Regions from separate parts of the Sus scrofa genome. Here region 2 is linked to region 1. A link is a contact called in public promoter capture Hi-C data. All regions are on one chromosome and are shown on one strand. Each heading gives the region's core, a stretch centred on a gene start, on an enhancer-like site or on the middle of the called end of the contact. The rest is flanking DNA. Distances are from core to core; before and after follow the strand shown.

Region 1 (7,227 bases), core at 3,690-6,189:
GACTTTTAGTATCTAACTACCAAAAATCTCATACCCAACATATCAAAAACGGGTTTGATAGGACTGAAGAATATTTTAATATACTTGTTCAGCACTCAAAAACATAAGCCTTAGGAGTTCCCGTCGTGGCACAGTGGAAACGAATCTGACTAGGAACCATGAGGACGCAGGTTCGATCCCTGGCCTCGCTCAGTGGGTTAAGGATCCAGCATTGCTGTGAGCTGTGGTATGGGTCTCAGACGCGGCTCGGATCTGGGGTTGCCATGGCTCTGGTGTAGGCTGGCAGCTGCAGCACCGATTAGACCCCTAACCTAGGAATCTCTATATGCCGTGGGTGCAGCCCTAAAAAGACAAACAAAAATAAGCCTTAAATATTTTTTAAAAAAATCTTGAAAACAAGGATTCACCATGGCACGCCTATGTAAAATCACTAAGAGAAACATACCTGCCAATTCTTTGATAACTTCTTCTCTATTCATATGACTATTATTCCGAGATTTGTATACAATCTGAAATGTTCCTTTGTTTGGAGCTTTAAACCAAGGTTCCAAAAATGTTTCTGCGTATTTTTTCATATCTTCTAAGAAAGCCTTGCATGTGCCTGAGATGGGTAACATTCGTAGAATAACTCGAGTCTTCTTCTTCTTGGTTTTGTACATATCTTGGAGAATATGATGCACTAATTTCTCAGGTTCTAAAATCGAAAAGAAAAAAAAAAAAAAATCAGCAAGAACAAGTAAGTTTAAGAATGTAAGTTCTCAGGAGTTCCCGTCGGGCGCAGTGGTTAATGAATCTGACTAGGAACCATGAGGTTGTGGGTTCGATCCCTGGCCTTGCTCAGCGGGTTAAGGATCCGGGGTTGCTCAGTGGGGTTAAGGATCCGGCGTTGCCGTGAGCTGTGGTGTAGGCTGCAGACGAGGCTCAGATCCCGAGGTGCTGTGGCTGTGGGGTAGGCCGGCAGCTACAGCTCTGATTAGACCCCTAGCCTGGGAACCTCCATATGCCACAGGAGCAGTCCTAGAAAAGGCAAAAAGACAAAAAAAGACAAAAACAAAAACAAAAACAAAAACAAAAAAGTAAGTTCTCAGACGTTTTAAACTCTTCGAATTCTCTAAAATGACAGTTAATTGGCAGTGACACAAATCCACATAAAAGTAGAAAAAAATTATAATGAATCTTTTTTTTTGGTCTTTTGAACTTTTAGGGCCGAACCTGCAGCATATGGAGGTTCCCAGGCTAGGGGTCTAATCAGAGCTGTTGCCACTGGCCTATGCCAGAGCCACAGCAACTCCAGATCCAAGCCATGTCTGCAACCTACACCACAGCTCACGGCAACACCGGATCCTTAACCCACTGAGCAAGGCCAGAGATCGAACCCGCAATTTCATGGTTCCTAGTCAGATTCATTTCTGCTGCACCACAATGGGAACTCCTATAATGAATCTTAAATAAGTTTAACCCACCATTTTTTCCAACTACTATTTCTTTGGTGCCTACTATCTATTACTACTGTAAGTATATTTAACTGTGCTTTTACTGACAACAGTTGTTCATGAAGACACTGGAGTTAACTTATTTGGGAAGTCTAATCATTTAGCTCATAGTAATACCATGCCGTTGTTATCCTAAACAGCAGCAACTATCAAAGTAATCAATATTAAATAGTGCACGCTTTTTTACAAAAACAAAACAAAAACATGCAAGTCACTTAAGCAGACTTAATCAATACATTAGCTAAGTTTGTACAGAAGTCTAGATTTCCGACCTCAGAGGAGCGCCCAGAGCCATGAATTGCACAAGATCATAATGTAGTCCTTAGGGGGAATGCTGACTACATATAAGCCTGTTTGGGGCTGCTCAGTGCTTTCAATATTTTTTATTTTTATTTAAGAAAATTAAATGATTTTTATTTTTTCCATTATAGCTGGTTTACAGTGTTTTGTCAATTTTCTACTGTATGGCAAAGTGACCCAGTCATACATTCATATGCACATTCTTTTTTTCACATTATCCTCCCTGATGCTTCATCATAAGTGACCACAGTTTCTAGTGCTATGCAGCAGGATCTCATGGCTTATTCAGCCCAAAGGCAACAGTTTGCAACTATTTTTTTAAATAAGCAAACCTGGAGTTCCCGTCGTGGCGCAGTGGTTAACGAATCCGACTAGGAACCATGAGGTTGCGGGTTCGATCCCCAGCCTTGCTCAGTGGGTTAACGATCCGGCGTTGCCGTGAGCTGTGGTGTAGGTTGCAAACACGGCTCGGATCCCGCGTTGCTGTGGCTCTGGCGTAGGCTGGTGGCTACAGCTCCAATTCAACCCCTAGCCTGGGAACCTCCATATGCCGCGGGAGCGGCCCAAGAAATAGCAACAACAACAACAACAAAAAAAGACAAAAGACAAAAAAAAAAAAAAGCAAACCTAAAAACTTTTCCAGGAGTTCCCATTGTGGCACAGCAGAATCAAATCCGACTAGGAACTATGAGGTTATGGGTTCAATCCCTGGCCTCGCTCAGTCGGTTAAGGATCTGGCATTGCTGTGACCTATGGCATAGGTCGCAGACACAGCTTGGATCTGGCATTGCTGTGGCTGTGGCGCAGGCTGGCAGCTGTAACTCCAATTGGACCCCTAGCCTGAGAACCTCCATACGCCGCGGGTACGGCCCTAAAAAAGACGAAAAGACAAAATAAATAAACAAACAAATAAATAAATAAAAACTTTTCCAGGTTTCCAACTTCTTTTGAAAAAAAATCAGTAGATTTGGCTCTCCTAAGACTATATTCCCAAATGGCTGGAGCCATTCCAGATTGGCTGGGGTGAAGTGGCAGCTGCTCCTTTAGGCAGAACATGTACTCTTGTTTTGTCTAAAGTTACAGACAAAGGAAGTGGCAAAGCCAGATTTCCACTCCTAAGCCAAAGCTATTTCCACCACCCCTTTCTACCTCTCTATATGCCTGTGTTAACTGAGTGTAGAGGATGCAACCAAATGATCAACTGAGCCATATCCATGAAGCCATTTGTAGGCAGTGTTCTCTAAGACAGAAGTCCAGATATTATGGGATCAATAATCTTAAGGTGTATTAGTCAGACACACCTATGCCAAGAGTCCTGATGAAGACGACATTATTTGCTCCACTCTCCACTGACTGGAATCTTCTTAACCTCATCTCTGTGGATGCCTTAATGTCACCAACTTCTTTCTTCAAGGCAGCCTCCACATCATCATCGTCTTCTCCCTCACTCCCTGAGGGTTGCTGATCCTTGTCTGAAAACTGTTTGCATAAAACTAATGAGCAGAAATGCCACAACAGCCCGTGTTAAAACTGTCACTACTTCTATGAAACCCAGTGGCAGAGGACTCAATATTGACAAGAAAGCTCTTTATTAAGACATCACTCCTGCCAAAATGTGGAGGAAGAAAGGAGTTCCCTCAGACTGAGGTACATACAATTTGAAAACGCTTTCAAAACCCTGACAGTCTGGGACAGAGTGAAATGTGCTCACCAGATGAATCATTTCAGGGTGGACCTTAATCCCATCAAAAGATACCTTTGTGCCTGACATGACACCACACTTTCGTGAGATTAAACCAAATAGTTATGAAGTTAAAAATCCTTACTCCTGTTCTACTGTGGTATCCAGTACAGAAAAAGTTTGAGACCTTGCTCAAGGTATCAGTACAGACAAGACATACACTTATTGCCCAGTTCTCTGCCCCACTAACATGGTTGCCAATCAGGCACTAATGGTAATTTTACACATTTATGGAGCTTTTGTTGCATACCAGGATGTTATTTTGTGTCCATAAGCAACCTTTTAGCCAATCTTTCAAAGTCCTATCATTATTCTCTTTTTTATCTAGCTCAGCAGAATTAAATGACAAGCCCATCCAACTGAGCTAGTAAATGACAATCCTCTGAATTTTAACCCCCTCCCGTTTAATTCCTTGGGGTGTGCATGTGTGCATGGGTCCAAATCCTACGCCAATAATATTATTTCCAAACTGTGATGGGACAATTAGATTTTAGACGGTACTGTTACAAAAGTTTTTACTTTTTGAAATGTATTTTTATATCTATTTGAGAAGCAACTATTAGACTAGTACTAAAACCACTATTTCAGAGATGTTATTGCTGAAGACTAACACATTAGAACAGTCGCAATGTTTAAACGGTAGTAAGATAGCAGAAACCGTAAGGACGAATGAAGTTTGTGCCCTTGAGAACTTGAACCACCTAGAACCTAACCTACATGAACCTGTGTCCTCGTGAGCAATACTTCACGAGGTTACCGCGAGACGTACACGTTTCTGAAAGGTCTTCAGAAACAAAGTCTGAACCGCAAAAAGCAATCTATAAATTGGAGCCACCATCGTGATTAACGAAGAGGCGGGAAACGCCCAAAGCGCTAGAATTTGAAGCACAGGACCGGGTAGAGGTGGGGAACCGAGGCACCCTGGGGCTCCTAGGGGAACAGAGGCAAACCACGCCCCCTCATCGCTACGGGTGCGGCTAAACTCGCGCATGCGTATACAGGAGCTGGCCTGCCACCCTTTCCTCCTCCCTGAAAGGCCGCTTGGTCCGCCTGCTCTTCCCCGAGCCGGTACCTTTTCTGGCCCGTACATGTCGTCGCCGTATTCGTTGAGCAGACTGTAGGCCTCCTCCACACACTTGCGCTCATTCATGTTGCAGGTGATGAGAATGCCCTGTAGCCCCGGCTCCAACTGCCGGGGCCCGCCGCCTTCGCAGCGCCGAGCCCGCTTGGCCTGCAGGTACTGAGCCTTGCCCTTGCGCTTCCCGCCACCAGGCTGAAGAGGCTGCTGGACGGGGGCCGCCATAGTGCTTGAGAACTGAAGCAGGCGGGCAACGTGCTTCTCCGCGGGCCTGGCGCCCTCACCTCTGCAGGCGCGGGCTGCTTATGTCATGTGTGCGCGACGACCTCTAGAAGTCCTTCCGCCAAGCCTCCTTCCGACTACAGGGTCCTAAAGCCCGCGGCGGAAGGCTGCAGAGTGGTGGCGTGAGGTCCGTCCCCGGCGATGATTGACAGCTAGTCGCTTTCACCTCACCACCGGAAGGAGGTGATTTACTGGAGAAGTGGCCCGTCTCTGGTGACAGCGTATTCCTGCTGTCCAGATTCCAAAACTGGTGGTGGGGCGCTTTCTAGAACCTTGATGCTGGTTCCAGCCGCCTAGAGTCTCTTACCCTCCGTGGCACTTGTTCCTCCCGCCGTCGTTATAATTCTGTCAACTTCCCAAAAGCTTCCAATAAAATCCTTTCTAGCCTAAATTTGCCAGAACTTGTTTCCATATGACTTAGAACTAAGAATAGTGGTTTGTATAAGTGTTTCACACTGCTTTCTCTGTGCTTTTATCCGCAGCCTCAGCAACTATCATGATAATGTGTTATCTTTTTTAAACTGAAAAGATGCCACTTTTGAAGACTGTGTTCAGGAGGAATAAATGCTCCCTACTATTGACTGGGGGTGGGGGGAGCACAACCTAAAAGATGAGAATCATGCTTTATTATGCGGACAACACTCAGGTCTTAAGCCCAGGACACAGCCTATCTGATAACTCTAAGGACTGCTCCAAAGAGGTAAGAGAGGAGTCAGGATATATAGGAGTTTTTGCAACCAAGACCAGATAGTATGAACATCAAAAGATTATTTCTGGTTAAGGGATTTAGTGCTTTTCCATGTATGGGAAATGCAAGAGTCAGGGTTCACTGAAATCATTCCTTTGATATGCACCTCAGCTATCTAGGGCCAGTGTCCTGTGCTTTCTCATCCGGAGTCTCTTGAGGGTACACTGGGGGGGGGGGAGGAACAGGTGGGAGTTGGTGGCTACAGTGTCTGATGGTTTGATGGCTGGCATTCTGTTTCCATCCTGAGTTTCTTCAGGGCTCACCATCCAGTGGATGCAGTGGCTGATGGCTGCAAAGACCTTTGGTTAACAGCTATGGTGGGCAGCACTCACCCTCAACTACTGCTCCAGTACAAAAGTTGTTGCCAGATTTGAGTTCCCACAAATTCCAATGGAAGTAATCTGCAAAAGGGTCATTGAACTGAAAGTCATCTTTTATTCTAACCCCAGATTGACCATTATATCCAAAAATCTTATTTTTGGCTTTCACCTTTGCTTCCGCCTTTACTTTTCAAAATGTCATTGGTGGAGATTGTGCAGCATCTATTTCTGGAGGTCCTCAGTTGCTTGTGAAAAGAAGTCTCATTACACTGGCCTTGCTGTGGTGTCAGGAGGCACAGAGAGAGCTCGCTGAAATTGTTTAGTTTTTCTTTTCATCCTCAGTGCCTAGCATAGTGCCTAGCCCATAGTAGGTGCTCAAAGTTTTTCAACTGAATTCAGCTCCCAAAATGATCGATAAAGTGATAGCGAAACCGGACTGTGGGGCTCCTGGGTGCAAAAGCCTTTTTGTGTACCCCATTTCTTGTTCTTAGGAAATGAGTCTTACTCAGCTACCATGACCTTCCCTGAGTTCCTATAGGGACATGGTCAGATAGTTACTGATCAGGGAGGGGAGGAACAGTCAGGCAACTGTACAGCCTTGAGGCAGGATCCTGGTTCCCTCTCAAGGAATACACGTAATAATATAGGCATCTTATACACCCAAGAAAAAAGTTAGATCCCTATGCTTCTTTTAGAAATGAATACTTTAAAACTGAACAGCTTAGAGACTTTCCTTGTCCTTCTCCCTGGCTTAACTGCACCCTAAACACAATCACCTGTAAACAGGACTAACCTCTCCAGGAGCTCCATGGACACTTTCCCTCCATGTAAATGCATTACTTCCCCAGCCTCCCCAAAACCTGTGGTGTATGAAAATCATTAACTTCTTTATTTTTTCCTTTTCAGGGGCACACCCACGGCATATGGAAGTTCCCAGGCTAGGGGACCAATCGAAGCTCCAGCTGCCAGCCTACACCGCAGCCACAGCAAGGAAGGATCCAAGCCACGTCTGCAGCTTACGGCTGCAAGATCCACAGCCCACTGACCCACTGAGGCCAGAGACGGAACCTGAATCCTCACAGATCCTGGGTTCCTCACAGATCTGCTGAGTCATGACAGTAAGTCCAGTAACTCATTAATTATAAAAGGAACAGTCTCAGGGGACTGTGTAAATCTCCAAGGTAAACTTGGCCCAGAACTTCTGCTCCTCCCTCCAGAATGGCTCCACCAATCCAGGAAAGGCACTCTGGGCACATCTTACTGCT
Region 2 (6,852 bases), core at 1,790-4,289, 100 kb before region 1:
GGTGTAGGTCACAGACGCAGCTTGGATCTGGTGTTGCTGTGGCTGTGGGGTAGGCTGGCAGCTGTAGCTCCAATTCGACCCCTAGCCTGGGAACCTCCACATGCCGAGGGTATGGGCTTAAAAAGACCAAAAAAAAAAAAAAAAAAAAAAAAAAGGAAAAGAAAAATGTCTAAGTAAATTCTATATTATGTTAGAAAGCAATGAGTATTTAGGAAAAATAGTACTGTGTATAGACAGGGAGGGCCAACCAGTTCAGAGGTGAGTTGCCATTTGAAGCAGGTGGTCTAGACGACAAAGAAGGTGACCAAAATCTTTGGCAAATCTTTGAAGGAGGAGAGGGGTTCTCCATAGACATCAGGGGAAAGTAGTCTGAGAAGAAACAGCAATAGCAAAGGTCCTGGGGCAGAACGTGCCTTCAGGGAATAGCAAGGAGGTCCGTGGGGCTGTTTGTATGGGGTAAGTGGCCAGGACATCCAGCTCGAGAGGCCTGGAGGGTGTGAAGCCACATGGGGCTTTGCATAATGTGGTAAACGCCTTGGCAGTCCTTTGGCATGAAATTGGGATTCACTGGAGGGCTGAGGGTGTAACTCAGTCTGACTTCTGACCTCCCGTGAACCATCTCTAAAATGAACTTAATCATTGTCCATGTTATTAGTGGTCTTAACCTTCACCTCTGGGTCCATCCGAGAGCAGCAGGCACTAAATATTTCTGTTGACAAATTGATAAGGACAGGTAGTTACAGAGAGGGTGTGAGCCATGGGTTATCTGGGAGAACTTGGCTCCAGAACTTCTTTCTTTCTTTTTTTTGTTTTTTGTTTTTTGTTTTGTTTTTTTGGCTTTTTAGGAGCAGCACATGTGGCATATGGAAGTTCCCAGGCTAAGGATCGAATCGGAGCTGTAGCCACCGGCCTACACCAGAGCCACAGCAACGCAGGATCCGAGCCACGTCTGCGACCTACACCACAGGTCACGGCAATACCGGGTCTTTAACCCACTGAATGAGGCCAGGAATCGAACCCGCGTCCTCATGGATCCTAACTGGGTTCATTAACCGTTGGGCCACAAAGGGAACTCCCGGCTCCAGAACTTCTAAACAAAGTGAGGCCATGGGTCGTTTTGCCTCCATTTCTGGAAGAACACATGGTTCATAGGTTCCCTTCTATTGATGGGACCCTAATTCCCAGGATCAGGACTCTCATTCTTCAAATCCACTGCATCCAGGTGATGAGCAGGAATGGTTAATGACCTCAGGCCCTCTGTCCATGCTGATGTGTGAATTTAAGTCCAAAGACCACCTCCTCCAAGTCTCTCCCGCTTGATTTAGAGTCTACGTGGAATGACTATGTGGAATGCATTTCGTTTATTTTTAACCATGAAAACTTGTTTGTTTGTTTGTTGTTTGTTTTTTGTCTTTTCTAGGGCCGCACCCACAGCATATGGAGGCTCCCAGGCTAGGAGTTGAATCGGAGCTGCAGCTACCAGCCTACACCACAGCCACAGCAACATGGGATCTGAGCCATGTCTGTGACCTACACCGCAGCTCACGGCAACACCGGATCCTTAACCCACTGAGCAAGGCCAGGGATCGCACCCACGACCTCATGGTTCCTAGTCAGGTTCTTTTCAGCTGCGCCACAATGGGAACTCCCATAAACATTCCTTTTCCCGTACGATCTTCCAAGAAATGGATAAATAATGAGGTCCCACTGTACAGAAGAGAGATTCAACTATTTCTTAAACAGAGCCTTCGCAGAGACAGCAACTCGGGCAACTTCTTCTACGAGATCAAGGTCTCCCCTCTGGATGTTCTCACGCTCTTGTAGGAGGGCTTGTCCAGCCCTTCTCACGGTCTTGGTGCTCTGAAGCCTCTCTGTCTGTAGGTAGTGAGTGTACAGAGCAGCGACAGCAAGAGGGATTTAGGGCAGACACTGGGGAGAACTTCCTGGAAGAGACATTCAGAAACACCCCATTGCGGGGGTATTTAAGAAAGGATCCATACCCTCAGGGCTGGAGAGGCAGGTGGTAGAATTCTGTGAATTTTCCCAGAAAGAGTAAAGAATCCCTCCCAGGGAAGGGCAGCTGCTCTGCATAAACAGGTTTCTTCGAGCATATGATTTCTAGGGTTGGCCCAAGAAAAGCAAATTGCTTTGGATATCCTCTCCAGGTATATCTCCTCTCTTCTCTCCCCGGACCTCGGATGCTGGCGTCTAGGTTCTCTTAGCCCCTCTGGCTCCCCTGCATGTCTCCTCTGGGTCCCTGTCTCTTGTGGTCCTTAGCTATTGCCGGGTAACTGGCATTCTCATCTTGCCCCTGGCCTGAGACATCTGCATTTAGGGACCCGTTGTCCCAGTCTGTCATGGGGCCCTTGTAGCAGATAGGTAGCTGATGGTCAGTCCATTGAAGGAAGAGCCCTGAAAGTGGACACGGGGTACAGAGGAATACGGGAGGAGCTCTGTGGCTTCGGGGGCACTTTCCTTATCTGGGAGGATGGAGCTATTTCCCCTTTGGGTAGGTATTCCTGGAACGTTGTTGGCATCAGTGGCTCAGAGCCCTCTGATCCCCAGCTCTAGTCCTGGGACCCGAGGAGCCTCTAGAAGTCGGCAGCAGCATCGTGAACCATTCTTCTGGAGGTGAGGATTCCAGGCAGAGGCCTGAGACTGATTGTCCCTGTGACCGTGAGCAAGTTGCTGTTCCACACTGAATTTTTACACTATCCACTCAATGATCTGAAAAGGTCTTAGTTTTTCTGACTCTCCAACTCAAACATCAGAACTATCGTGGACTAAAGGAAGTGAACCAATGTATGTAGGTCCATGTGCGCTGCTTTCGCTTCCCGGACGGAGCAAGAACCTGCTCCAGGTCTTACATGTAAATCTCTTTTTCAGGCCCCTAGGTTAGAGGAACAGTTCTGCTGGCCTCAGGGCTGCAGGGCTGTGCAATCCCTAGGCACAGCTAAGAAAAGGACTGATGTTTTTCCAAGTGACACTCCGGGGTGGCCCACGGTTAATGATTAGCGTCCCCTCTTCCAAGGCCACAAAGGTTCCGGGGCTGTCCGCTTAACTAGCAGTGCCCTCTTCCAAGGCCACAGGGATTCTGGAGCTGGCTGCTCAGGACCTCTCCTGAGACCAAGAGATCTCCTGAGACCAAGATCCTCCTGAACAGACTTGGCAGGTGAGCAAGCTGTGACGGATGGACAGATGGGGACATGCCTCAGGAGGGCACTAGCCAACCTTTGGAAGTCAGCGCTAGCTAGGAGAGGGAAAATCTGAGGGGAAAATCAGTCCCGAATCTCTAGGGGTGAAGAAAGTGAGCATCTGCCAGGTCTTTGTGAGGAGGCAGCAGTGGACAAAGGAAAAATGTTAGGGTTAGGGTTAGGGTTGGGGTTAGCACAGCAAAAAGAAGGGACTGGGGTGGCTGAGAAGGGCAGTCAAAATGGGATGCGGGGAGTTCCCGTCATGGCTCAGCGGTTAATGAATCTGACTGGCATCCATGAGGATGCAGGTTTGATCCCTGGCCTCGCTTAGTGGGTTAAGGATCTGGAGTTGCTGTGAGCTGGGGTGTGGGTCAGAGACGTGGCTCAGATCTGGCATTGCTGTGGCTGTGGTGTAGGCCGGCAGCTGTAGCTCCAATTAGACCCCTAGTCTGGGAACCTCCATATGCCACAGGTACAGCCCTAAAAAGCAAAAAAAAAAAAAAAAAAAAAAAAAGTGGGATGGGAGGTGGTGGTCAGGAAAGGCAGCCTCTCAGAGGAGATGAGCCCAGAAAAATAAGAAAGAGTTAGCCATGGAAAGAGAGCAAGACCAATAGGTACAAAGGCAGTAAATCATCTTTCCTAGGAGCTGGTAAGGACATTCTTCATTCCTTGTTCTTTTAGAAAATAGGAGAGGAGACAGGAGTTCATGGAGCAAGGGAAATGAATCCGTCTAGAATCCATGAGGGTATGGGTTCAATCCTAGGCCTCGCCCAGTAGGTCGGGGACCTGGTGTTGCCATGAGCTGTGGTATGGGTCACAGAGTCACAGACAAGGCTCAGATCCCGTGTTGCTGTGGCTGTGGTGTAGGCCAGCAGCTATAGCTCTGATTCGACCCCTAGCTTAGAAACTTCCATGTGCCACAGGTGCTGCCCTAAAAAGCTTGAGCATTCTGATTTCTTCTGCCCATGCAACAGGGGATGGAAATCTGGCCACGTGGCAGGACTCCTGGCTGGATTCCTTGAGGTCAAATCATTAGACTTCAATTCTGCAACCCCCATTCAGGTGTACAGGTTGGAACTCAGAGACCAGGAGTCTCTGATTAGTTTCCAAAGAGCCAATGCAGTTATAATTTCTAAATTGATTCTCTGGGTTAGGTCCTGTGTATGGCACAGTACTCAGGATCTCTCAGGCAGGGATCCATTGAAAGAACTAGATGCTGCGTGTGTTAGTCTGTTTGTTATTAGCAAGCAACCTGGACATCTCGCAGGAACTCATAACAATAGATATTGTCCCCACAGCTCTGGGTATTATCTGTGGCTGGGCTGGCCTCGGCTCCACGCCACCTGTGCTGTCATTCTGGGACCCAGGCTGGAGGTAGGCCCATCTGGGCTAGGCTACCCTCATGACAGAGGGCAGAAATGCAAGATCCACTCACATCTCATTGACCAAAGGATAATGGCAATGTGGGGTGCATATGCATATAATTCTGCTCCAGGGAGGAGACAAGTTATTAGCGACAACCCTTCAGTCTACCACACCACTGTGTTTTTGGGTTTTGTTTCATTGTATTGTGTTTTTGCTTCTTAGGGACTGCACATGCGGCATATGGAGGTTCCCGAGCTAGGGGTCAGATCGGAGCTGCAGCTGCCAGCCTACACCACAGCCATAGCCACAGCCACACCAGATCCAGGTTGCATTTGCAACCTACACCACAGCTCACAGCAACGCCGGATCCTTAACCCACTGAGCGAGGCCGGGATTGAACCCACGTCCTCATGGATATTAGTTGGGTTCGGTACCGCTGAACCACGATGGGAACTCCCACGCCACTGTGTTTTAAGCACAAAAGGATTTATTATATGGGAGTAGATGTTCACGAAACTGTCATAGGTGTAGGGACATAGGATTTAGGGCGAGTGTTGTGTTTTTGAAGCGTGGCAACTGAGATGGATGCCGATTGCCAATTCACTCACAACCCCAGCGAATGAACTTCGGGCAGAACCCTGGAAGGTGGGGACCAATCTCCTTAAGTGACTGTACAGGAAAGACCCACCTCTGGCTTCTCTTGCCTTTGCAGGTTTGAACATGCACTGGCTGTGGAAACTCCAGGGACTCTGCCTCCGATGGGGGACTTGGATGCCCCATCGCATGGTCCACATTCGGACCAGGCATCTGGCACCCCTGCAGTGGGGCCACCAGGAAGTTCCTGCCAAATTTAACTTTGCCAGTGATGTGTTGGATCACTGGGCTGACATGGAGAAGGTAATGGGCTGGAGAAGAGGCACAGAACTGGGAACGCTGGCTGCGTTCTCTAATTCACCCATTCGTCTTATAAATACTTCTTAAGCACTTAAATGTCAAGCATTATGATGAGCTATCAAAGGCGGGATGAGAGCAGGAGAACCTGCTCTTGGCGGAAAGAAGGGCTCAGGGTGGAGCCATCTGGGTTCCCCCCAGGCAGCTGATGCAACAGTTTGCCTGTGCCTGTCCTTTTGTGACCTCCCAGGGTGAACCAGGACCAGTGGGTTGGAGTCACAGAGGAGGGAGTCAAAGACAATCAGCCATCTCTAATCAAACCAGCTCCAACCAAAACTGAGTCAGTCTTTTTGGAATGTCATGTGTCCTTGTCCTTAGGGGTATGCAAGTAGGGAGACTGCTGGACAGGATGGTCCAAAGTACTCCAGGGAGCTCCTGTGTGGCACAGCAGAAACAATCTGACTAGTATCCATGAGGACAAAGGTTCGATCCCTGGCCTCACTCAGTGGGTTAAGGATCCATTGTTGCCGTGAGCTGTGGTGTAGGTCGCAGACACTGCTCGGATCTGACGTCACTGTGGCTGTGGTATAGACTGGTGGCTATAGCTTGGATTCGACCCCTAGCTTGAGAACCTCCGTGTGCCAAGGGTGTGGCCCTAAGCACACACACACACACACACACGCACACGCACACGCACATGCACGCACACACACACACACACAGTATTCCAAGATGAGATATTAGAGAAAAAGTGATGCAGAAGTTTCCTTTCCTTCCCTGGACTGACGGAATTCCACCCTGTTCACTGTTGATTCTGCCATGGCCTCTACCCAAGTTCTGTGCACCTTTTTAGAGGATGGAAAGATTCGGCCTAGCTAGGGTAGCAGAAGAAGTGGATCTGTTAGCATGGGCTTAAAAGAATGGCGCCCAGAGGGTGTCATAATTGTGATGTCATGAGGTCCCAATAGCATGATACAACTTTAGTCCAGAGACTGAAAGTGGCCCATATTTCAGGGCTCTCTTAAAAAAAAAAAAAAAAAAAAAAAGGATCAGTGTTTTAAAATTGAAAGATTTCAAATACAATTTAGATTTCTGGCTTTTCTTTAAACGTTATACCTCCTTGGAGTTCCCTTGTGGTTCAGTAGGTTAAGGACCCAGTCATCATTGCTGTGGCTCTGGTTACAGCTATGGCTCTGGTTGACCCCTGGCTGGGGAGCGTCTGCATGTCTCGGGCGTGACCCAAAACAAGGGCCTCCTTGAAGTAAAGAAGGAGGTCTTTACTACCATGATCCAAAATCCTGACTCCGTAAAACAAGTGAGCAGTTTAACAAATCCGCTCCATAAATATCAAAAACTTCTCCATTGACAAACACCATTGTAAACAAAATTTTAAAACTAATGA

The links. Promoter capture Hi-C pulls out the DNA fragments that hold promoters and counts their contacts.
Region 2: a contact with region 1 is called in a promoter capture Hi-C map of liver, with 5 times the contacts expected there. The contact joins the promoter of ACSM2B here to the promoter of THUMPD1 in region 1. A contact is called at or near these places in 1 of 5 promoter capture datasets (liver) and 2 of 47 Hi-C or Micro-C datasets (both in liver).

Annotation. Positions count from the first base shown.
Region 1 is chr3:25,283,730-25,290,956 of Sscrofa11.1, reverse strand. THUMPD1 (THUMP domain containing 1) reads right to left here and starts at 4,939. Exons shown (of 5, transcript NM_001244282.1): 1 at 4,607-4,939; 2 at 3,095-3,272; 3 at 446-694. The coding sequence starts at 4,837. ACSM3 (acyl-coenzyme A synthetase ACSM3, mitochondrial) reads left to right here and starts at 6,894. Exons shown (of 14, transcript XM_021086514.1): 1 at 6,894-7,080.
Region 2 is chr3:25,384,030-25,390,881 of Sscrofa11.1, reverse strand. It overlaps ACSM2B (acyl-coenzyme A synthetase ACSM2B, mitochondrial), which reads left to right and starts at 3,039. Exons shown (of 14, transcript XM_003124561.6): 1 at 3,039-3,172; 2 at 5,272-5,456. The coding sequence starts at 5,280.